Regions from separate parts of the Sus scrofa genome. Here region 1 is linked to region 2. A link is a contact called in public Hi-C data. All regions are on one chromosome and are shown on one strand. Each heading gives the region's core, a stretch centred on a gene start, on an enhancer-like site or on the middle of the called end of the contact. The rest is flanking DNA. Distances are from core to core; before and after follow the strand shown.

Region 1 (4,969 bases), core at 2,355-4,854, 520 kb after region 2:
GAAGTAGACCAAAAGAAGATCAAATAAAAGCCCTCTTGCTTTATCTAAAGGACAAGAAAGCAGGCAACCTCTTTCTTTGTTCAGCCAAACAGCACAGGAAAACCTGGGGACTCAGCATCAACCACATCAGAAAAGGCTGAGGAAAGAAGGTGGGCTTTCATTTTTTCCAGGCGGTAAAGAATTGCTCCACTTCTCCATCTCCTTGTATGGTCTCAGAGAATGCTGAAAACTGCTCCTCTCAACAGTCATTTTCCACTTGGATCTTCCCTTCTCAATTCTCGGAACCTTTGGTTTTGGCAAATGTCTTGAAGGGAAAAAGACATACCAATTATGAGGTTCATGTCTCTATGGTTCCCTTTTTTTCTATGATTTGCCTTTTTGGTAGCTTTTGAATGCCGTGTGTGTTTCCTCAACTGCTAAAAACTCCAGACTGTTACCTTCCTAGAGAGAAAAAAGTGGTGAGTGCTCCCATGCATTTTCCTTCTCTTAGGGATACTAACCCCTCAAATCATAACTGTCTTGTTTGATTGCTAATGTCTGCAACCACATGGGATGTTCGTGTTGTTGCTTTTGTTATTTTATCATCTGTTATAGGTTTTCTTGGCCAGTGGGTTGGTTTGAAAAAAGACACTCTGTCATTGTTAACAATAGAAGTCTTAGAGCCAGTATATACAATACAATAAATAAAGAGTTATCAGAGACTGCTTTATAAGAATTAATATGAAGGAGATCAAGGGGTTTTATTTGACAATAAACAATATAGCCAAAATGTTTATACAGTATCAATATATGTCCAAGTTAGTAAATATAATATACCTGCTAAGCCTAGAGACTGAAAAACTAAGAGTTTTCAAACCTCTCACTAAAATGGGAAGAGACTAATGAAATCATACAATAGAATAAATATCTGAGTACATGCAGCATATTTGGCCTAGATAGAAGTAATTACCAACAGGGGTTATGAGTGGGATTAAAGAAGGCTTTGAGTGTTTAAATATTGTAATTAAGAAAGTGTAGAAATGATTTGAATTGATCTAAGCACCTAGAAAATTCAGGAAGGCATATTTTGCCTAAACTATAAAATGAGATTCTTAGCCTTTAGGGCTAACCAAGAAAACCCTGGGCTCTTCCAGAAAGCACCATCATTTAAATATTCAAGTTTATATTCGATGACCACAGGCACAATGTTACATAGACTATTTTCTCATTAGGAGGTGAGTTGCATTAAATAGAAAAACAACAGCAAAAATAATAATTTTTTTTAATCGAGAGTGGATTAAAAGCCCTTTAAAATGGAATATATGTTTAATCCTTATTGTAGCAGAGCAGACTGAATTTGACTCTATATTGCATCTCTAACTTTTGTGCTCTGTTGCCTGTGCGTAGTCAAGCTGGCTCTATACCTTTTGTAAAGAATGTTGCCTATAGCCTGAAATAGGCACAATAGCCCATTCTCAAGGTTTGCCTCCCAGGCTTGACCATTAATGGTATAATAAAAAGTTACTGAAAAGAAAATAACAACTCTCTTGTTGAGTTTTATAGGAGCATTGTGACCAGCCTTGCATGGACAGCTGCGAGAACGAAGGATTCCTGCACCAAGCAGTTTGCAATAATAAGCCACACCCCCTCCCTTTTTAGTATAAAAGAAGCCTCAATTCTAAATTGAGTAAGATGGTTCTTTGGGACACTAGTCCACCAGTCAGTTGGGTTTCTGAATAAAGTCGTTATTCCTTGTCCCAACACCTTGTCTCTCCATTTATTGGCCTATCATCTGGCAAGCAGTAGGAGCTTGGACTCAGTAACATTATGAAGTGTATGAATTAAATGCTTTTATTACTCTCACTTTACCATTGAGAAAACTGAGGCATAAAAGATAAATAATTGGCCTAAAGCCAAACAGCTAGGAAGGGACTGAATGGGATTTAAACCCTGGCAACTTATCTCTCAAGATCACACTCTTAGTCATCACCCTAAAGTGTCAAAAGTGAAGATTACTTATATCTCACAGGGTTTTAAATTGTCCTGAAATAGGTGGTGGTATATATATCTACAACCGTGTTAATGATGTGCATTTTATTTGTTTACCCTTAGAATAATATGGCAAATAATATAGGTAATATAGCCTGGGATTACAGGTTATTTATTATGAGCTTTACCTAATGTGTCAGTATAAGAATCAAAGGCTATGCTCTGATAGGTTTTATTTTCTAAGTAGCACATACAGGAACATATACAATACTGTAGTGATATATTAAATTTATTTATGTGTGTATAATAAATTCATGCAGCTATTTTGTGTCTTAGTGTACCTTTATACATACTTTACAGTAGTGGGCTTGATAAAAATTTGAAATGTTATTTAATATCACTTTAACACCTAACTTGAACTACATTGACAGAATTAGCAAAATAATTTTTTTTTTGTCTTTTTGCCTTTTCTATCACCGCTCCCATGGCATATGGAGGTTCCCAGGGTAGGGGTCTAATCAGAGCTGTGGCTGCCAGCCTATACCAGAGCTACAGCAACGTGGGATCCGAGCTGCGTCAACAACCTACACCACAGCTCATGGCAATGGCGGATCCTTAACCCACTGAGCAAGGCCAGAGATCAAACCCGAAACCTCATGGTTCTTAGTCGGATTCGTTAACCACTGAACCACAACAGGAACTCCAGTAAAATAATTCCTAAAATTATGCTTTCAGAACTTGCCAGGCAAAAGATGCTAAAGTCCCTTTTGGTATCCAGTTTATCATCTTTATAACTTTTATCAAGGATGTGCTCTCTTATTTACAACTGGAATCCTTGAGTAGAAACCAAAGCTGGATTCCTCTACTGATATCCCAAATGCAAGCAGATTTCATCCATTACCTGTTTGCACCCATTTGACGCTGGCCAAATAACAAAAATGGATTATTTTTTTATAACATTTTGTATTCAATCCTTCAGATGTTGAAGAATCGATCCTTAATTTTGACTTTCATGGCTAATGTAAGAATCCATATAAAACTATTTTAACCAAAAGCAAACATTACACTATTTTTAAAAGATTATCAAAATAACAAGTTCTATCCTACCTCCATGCAATTGTGACAACTGACCCCCCAATTAACTCTGTAACTACATTTCAAATTTTCTCATAGTGCCTTTTGACATCAACATTTCAGAGTTTACTTTGAAACCTATTTCTTTCTTTTATTTTAAAAGTCTTCAAAGGAGCCTGATGTTTCAGAAAACTGCAAAAATGTGTTGGAACATATTTAAAGGAATGTGTTTTTTTTTCAATAGATTGGCAGAGTTCATGCACATTATTTGTTTTTCAGGTTTTCAGCTATATATATATCAAATATATATATATATATATATATAGAGAGAGAGAGAGAGAGAGAAGGAAAGGATTTCTGTGGGGGGGAAATACCATGGCTGTCATAGGGCAAAGGGGACTCTCCAGTGCCTTTGACTTTTCTCCAGGAGAAATTAAGAGAAGAATTCATCAAATGTTAATGTTAAGAACTCAGAAACAGGAATGTTTGTCCAGAGCCCCAGGCCTCAGAGCAAATGTTCTTATGCTGCTGGGCTCACAGTGAAGGTTTCAGCCAAAGTCAACATGAGCAGAAACTCCATCTGACTGATGCCGTGGAAACAGCTGTAACCACTTAGCTGGAAAACCACCTCAGATTCCTCTCCCAGAAAACCCTGATGACATGGGAGATGGGAAGCAGGAAAGCTCTGTCAGGGTCTCTCTTCAGCTCTTGTCAGAAAAAATATTTTCTTTCCCTGAAAACTGTAAATAGGTGAGTTCTGCCCTGGTCATAATAAACCACCAAAAAAGGGAAAAAAAAAATTTTCCCTAAATTAGTCCGTCTTTTCCTTTCTTTGTATATTTACCAGTATCTGGTTTAAGTCATCTTTTATGTGTATTTTTTTTAAGACCCATTTGATCTTAGATTCATTTTCTAAGTGAAATTGGATAGTATTCAGATTAGCATTAGAGACCAATTTGGTGGGCAAGTGTTTAATAAGTTTTCAATTTGTGAATATAGCCATAATTTTTGTTGTTGTTGAGATTTTTACTTTTCTCTTATTGTTCTGCCTGGCAGATTTTGTTAAATGTTTCTTAGGGGAAAACATAAAATGTTACACAAAGCAACAAATTGATTTTGACCCAATTTGGGAAAAAGCAAATGTTGCTCTTGCGATCATAGCATTAAAAACTATCATAGTCTTCTAACAGAGACATAAGGGGAGAATGGAGAAAAGCCTCAAAATAGAGACAATTAAGAGGGGAAAAAATGAAGCCAAAACAGGATTATCCCACTTCAGAACGTTCTCTATGTTATAAAATAGTATAGAGCCCAGGTATGGAATGTTGATGGTGAGATACTGGACCAGACAAAGACAAGTGCTATGAATAGACATACATTGTCAAAAAATTAATTTGTCTACTTTTTTTTAGATACCTATTTGTTCATTTGAATTTCATAACTTTATGATAAATTCAGTCCTTAGCACATGTCAATTTATCACATGAATTACTATAATATACTAAATATATATTTTTTACCTTATTTTATTTTATTCTTTGGGCAGTGCCCACAGCATGCAGAAGTTCCTGGGCCAGGGATCAAAACTGCACCACGGCTGTAACCAGAGCCACAGAGGTGACAATGTTGGATCCTTAACCCACTGATCCACAAGAGAACTCCTTAAACATACTAGATATATTTTAAGTATTGTTATGAAAGTGACTTGCATTATTGGGCCCCCTACTTCCAAAGTAACAAGCAACATTCTAAAACCAGGACCCCTCAAATGTAAGGTAAATTCCATTCACATATTCAACAAATATTTGCTGTGTGGTGGATGCTATTCTAGGCTGACAATATAGCAGTAAACAGAGCAGACCCTGGGCCCTCATGAAGATTATATTCTAGTAGGAATACTGTATGCTATTAAAGAAATATAGATGTT
Region 2 (4,745 bases), core at 459-2,958:
TATCCAAGAGGATGTCAGTTCCATCCCTTAGTGTTAAGGATCTGGTGTTGCCTTGAGCTGTGGTGTAGGTCACAGACACGGCTTGGGGTCTGAGGCTGCTGTGGCTATGGCTAGGCTGACAGCTATAGCTCTGATTCAACCCCTAGCCTGGGAACTTCCATGTGCTGTAAGTGCAGCCCCAAAAAAAAAAAAAAAAGAAAAAAGAAAAAAGTCATACTAGAGCCCTTTTGGACTAAAGAATAAGAGGGAAATACCCAACTCAGAAAATCACACAGTGGGAGTTCCTGTTTCTCAGTGCCCTGGCTTGTTTCCACACTGTGCTGCTGTGATTCCTATTTCTTTTCAGACACTTGTTTCTCAGAGACTGAATTCTTACTCACCTACACAAGGAGTCATCTTATACTGTTATTCTCCCTGGAGGAATCTTTATGGACCGTGCCTATCATGTTAGGAGAAAGGGTATTTGGCATCGTGGCATTTCAAGCTCTCTGCTAATGCGCAGAGTTTCTCAGCAGTCGGCAGACTCCTAGCAAAGCTGATCTTACTAGGGGTCACTAGTACTAGGAACAAGTGTGTGCCAACCATGTACTAGGCACAGAGTCTAATTAACTATTAAATTGATATTCACCCAGTATTCAGTTATTATAGTATTGGTGATTTGGTAATTAAATCCATAATGAAATTCTATTTGGATTTCAAAATCTCTTTCCCCACTCACCTATCAGAATGCTAACAATCTCAGTTAACTAAACCCATATGTGACATTTCTGTGGTATGCATTGTCTCCTTTCCTTTGGCCTCATTCTTGCAGAGAAAGGACCTGAAGTTAGGTACCAAGATGAAAAAATGGAAGAGGATGGATCAAATAGAAACTGCTGACCTTTGAACTGATAATCCTAGAAGGCAAATAAAACAGATCTACATGAAAATTTTCCTTTCCTCTACATATACCTAATTCAGTCATTTTAGAGTTGTGAGCTTTGGGTTTGGATTTTTTTTTTTATTACTCAATGAATTTTATTACATGTATAGCTATACAATGATCATTGCAACCCAATTTTATAGTATTTGGGACTGGATTTTTTTAAAAATCCAAAACGGATTGGCTTTTTGCCTGTTCTCTATCAAGAAAAGGGATCACGAATTTTATTCACTGATTTCCCTCAGTGAGACAATTTCTTGTCTAATTTTACTGCACCGTTCCTAAAAGAATCATCCTATTGATCTCGATGGCTCTAACTGCATAAGTTCACATCTCTCATTTATATCTTTTTGTAATATTCATAAAACCTCCCACAAGTGGAAGGGAAGTGACACTCATTGATTGGTTTCCTGATTGCCATCAAGGTTAGAATGAAAAATATTGCGGGCTGGGGCTCCAGTTCCCTCAGAGACGCGGTAGATGGCGCTGTGCTACACAGATTCTGCCTCAGCCTTGCAGGGGCAACGGACTGGGAGATAATGTAATCTCTGGACAGGAGTGTTGTTTTTTTCCAGCCCAGAGGAAGAGGTTATCCTCCTAGGAAATGATTTCTCTACATAAACTTAGTTTTGCCAAATCAGTGATTTGAACTGTTTTGACACCAAAAGAATCTTAAGTGTCTTTAAGCCTGAAAAAAAAAAAAATCTGTACTTGAAAACTCTTCAATGCATGGAATAATCTTTTGGTTATATGATGTGCTGACCTCCCTGCACTTCATTTTTTATTAATCCCTAACCCAAGATCACTCTGGGAAACTACAGTTAAGTCCTCTGGACATTTCATTAGCGCCAGCTGGATATACTTTAGTGATTTGACTTTTCAACAACATGGGTGGACTAATTTGTTCATCTCAAGGCCATGTTAATCAGGCGACTGTTCTTGGGTTATTTTAAAGCATTTTAATGTTTTTGCGTAGTATCTCCCCTAAAACTTGCTAATTATTTTCCAATAGCCCTAAAAATTATGTAAGATATGTTAAAATTTTTATTACAGAAGAGATAGGCATCTGGAAAAGTTTTATTGAAGATTTTAAAACTGTGACTACTTCATTAATAAGCAAAGAAATCATTTCTAATTTGCTGCTTATTCTTAAATGCTAGCAAAGGAGATCTTGGCCAAAACAAGTAACAGATATTTTTAAAAAAGAGAATTTCCCTAGAATAGACACTCTTAAAGGAAAGGAGAGATGTTATGCATACACTGTGTATAACAATTACACCGAGACTTAATAATTTAAGTAGACACATATGCACGCTTGCACTCTCAAACTGCCCTCCTGTCTGGGTTTTTGCCCTTGAATTGGAAGCTTTGCTCTGACCTCCATTTTGCAGCGTGTGTGGCCTGCCTGGCCTTTCTCACTCGGACTAATACGCTACCTCATATTTACTTTTGCAGACCTCTTTGTCCATTTAGAGTTTAGACCTGTATCCAATTACACGGTCCCCTGGAACTCCTGCTTTGGCTCTTCCTGACCTGACTCTTTTCTTCTAGCCCAAGTTCGGCTGAACTGCAAGGCATTCTTAGAGTTGCTTCTGTTGGACTGGAAGCCATTGGATTCCAGAATTGTGTTGTTGATTGCAGGGATCTCTTTCCTCAGAGTCTTTAGCATAGTCTCTTTTGCGGGTTGCTTTTCCTTTTTCCTTAAATGCTGTTGCTTTTCAGGGTTCTGTCCTAGGCCTTCCTTTTTATTTTGCACACCTTTCATGGGCAATCCCAATCACTTCCCTATCTTCCAGTTACCATTTACATGTGCAGGTTAACCCCTTCCATGTCCAAATTTGCAGCCCAGACCTTGAGAATCAGAACTGAAGCTACCTCACATCTGTAGAGATGCTCAGATGCCTAATTGGCATCTATAGCAGAGGCATGGGATACAGGGGCATATTAATACATTGTTTGTGGTAGGAGAACATGAATCAGTAAAGAAATTCATTATAGGAGTTCCCGTAGTGGCTCAGTGGTAATGAATCCGACTAGGATCACTAGAATCCATGAGGATGAGGGTTCGATCCCTGGCCTTGCTTAGTGGGTTAAAGATCCAGCATTGCTGTGAGCTGTGGTGTAGATTGCAGATGAGGCTTAGATTTGGTGTTGCTGTGGCTGTGGTATAGGCTGGCAACTACAGCTTCAATTTGACCCGTAGCTTGGGAGCTTTCATATGCTGCAGGTGTGGCCCTAAAAAGCTAAAGAAAGAAAGAAATTCATTACAAGCTATCAATTCTTAATACTTGTTGGACACTTCCTGTGAACAGTCATGGATAATTGGAATTATTTTAGGACAGGGGAGAGCTTGGTTAGGAAATAAAACTATACCAGTTATTTCCATTCCATTCATGTAGGATAGAATAGTTGACATTGCTTGCAAAGGTCTTTGGTACTATTCTAAGAAATGAGCAATTAAATGGTATGAGGGTTCTGAAAAGAAGCTGTCTAAAAACAGACCAAAATATGTTGTCCTCTGTTATCTATCTATACATAGATGTGGTTAAAAAGATGCATCATTACATACCACAGGCTGTCTTGTCTATTTTGCAACAGTATTTACCTTCTCATATATTTATATTACCTCTCTTAATTGGGCTGTAACATATAGGGCATCGCCTGTATTATTCCTGTTTGAGATCGCCTAAGTATTTAACAGTGTGTGAATCTCAAATATAGACAATGGATGTTTGTGTGCAAGCCTTGGGATGTTGCTGGCTCTTCTTATTTTGGTTTGTTTATTTAGATTTACCTCATGACAATGCTCAGCATGCTGCTAAGAAAGCCTGTTGCATTTAGATGATAGTTAATTGGAACATTTGACTGCATAAGCCATCCCACGCTACATACACAGGGCTGTACAGATTCTGCTAATTAGTCATTGCCGTTTCTTATCTTGCAATGATACCATGCTAAGGAACTCACTAATAGAACTATTAAAAAACCCCGAAGAGCTAATGTCCAGGCAGACGAGGACATGTAGAAGTACACACAATCCAATGAGTCACACATCTTTCTTCAGTTAGGCGATAAACTACCCGTAAAATGCAAAGTTCAGTAGAAAATGTAGCCAGGATCCAGGATTTTCAATCCCCAGATAAAGTCTGAAGAAACCATCAAGATAGCATTGATCCATATAGTTCCAGAAGCTAAAAGAATTAGGTTAGGTGTTCCCACAGTGGCACAGTGGGCTAAAAATCTGACAGCAGCAGCTTGGGTTGCTGAGGGCACTTGGATTCCAGCCCTGGTTCAGTGCAGTGGGTTAAAGGATCCAGTGTTGCTGTAGCTGCGGATTGGATTCAATCCCTGGCCTGGAAACTTTTGTATGCTGCGGTTGCAGCCATAGATTTTTTTTTTAAATTAAAGAATTAGGTTAGCACCTATTTTAACTGAGCTTCAATTGAATTGGATTGTATACATAAAATATGCTGATTTTATTTTATTTTTTTTCTTTTTAGGGCCGCACCTGCAGCATATGGAAGTTCCCAGGTTAGGGATCTAACTGGAGTTGCAGCTGCCGGCCTACACCACAGCCACAGCAACTTGGGACCCTAGCCATATCTGTCACCTGACCTACACCACAGCTCGCTGATACTGGAAAGATGATACCAGAAAGATACCAGAACCTGGGTTCTTGTTCACGGTAGTTGAAGAATGAACTCCGCAAACACACAGGCAGCAAGTAAACAAAGTCTTTATTAAAGGAAAGCAAACAGCTCCCATGGTTACTGGGGGAGGGGGGAGAGCCCCCCTTCTCTATTGTCCTATAGGGGTTTTTATT

What was found. Hi-C and Micro-C count contacts between places; a contact is called where the count stands out from the background.
Region 1: a contact with region 2 is called in a Hi-C map of fetal skeletal muscle, with 2.2 times the contacts expected there. The contact joins two enhancer-like sites. A contact is called at or near these places in 2 of 47 Hi-C or Micro-C datasets (embryonic fibroblasts and fetal skeletal muscle).

The regions. Positions count from the first base shown.
Region 1 is chr1:78,820,312-78,825,280 of Sscrofa11.1, forward strand. No RefSeq gene overlaps it. Among named protein-coding and RNA genes, the nearest start is that of RFPL4B, 510 kb to the left of the region's middle. Within about 2 kb of position 3,605, at least 2 of the 83 cell types and tissues checked have an H3K27ac peak or open chromatin away from gene starts, as enhancers often do. A contact at or near this core is called in fetal skeletal muscle, where this site is marked.
Region 2 is chr1:78,300,848-78,305,592 of Sscrofa11.1, forward strand. No RefSeq gene overlaps it. Among named protein-coding and RNA genes, the nearest start is that of RFPL4B, 9.0 kb to the right of the region's middle. Within about 2 kb of position 1,709, at least 2 of the 83 cell types and tissues checked have an H3K27ac peak or open chromatin away from gene starts, as enhancers often do. A contact at or near this core is called in fetal skeletal muscle, where this site is marked.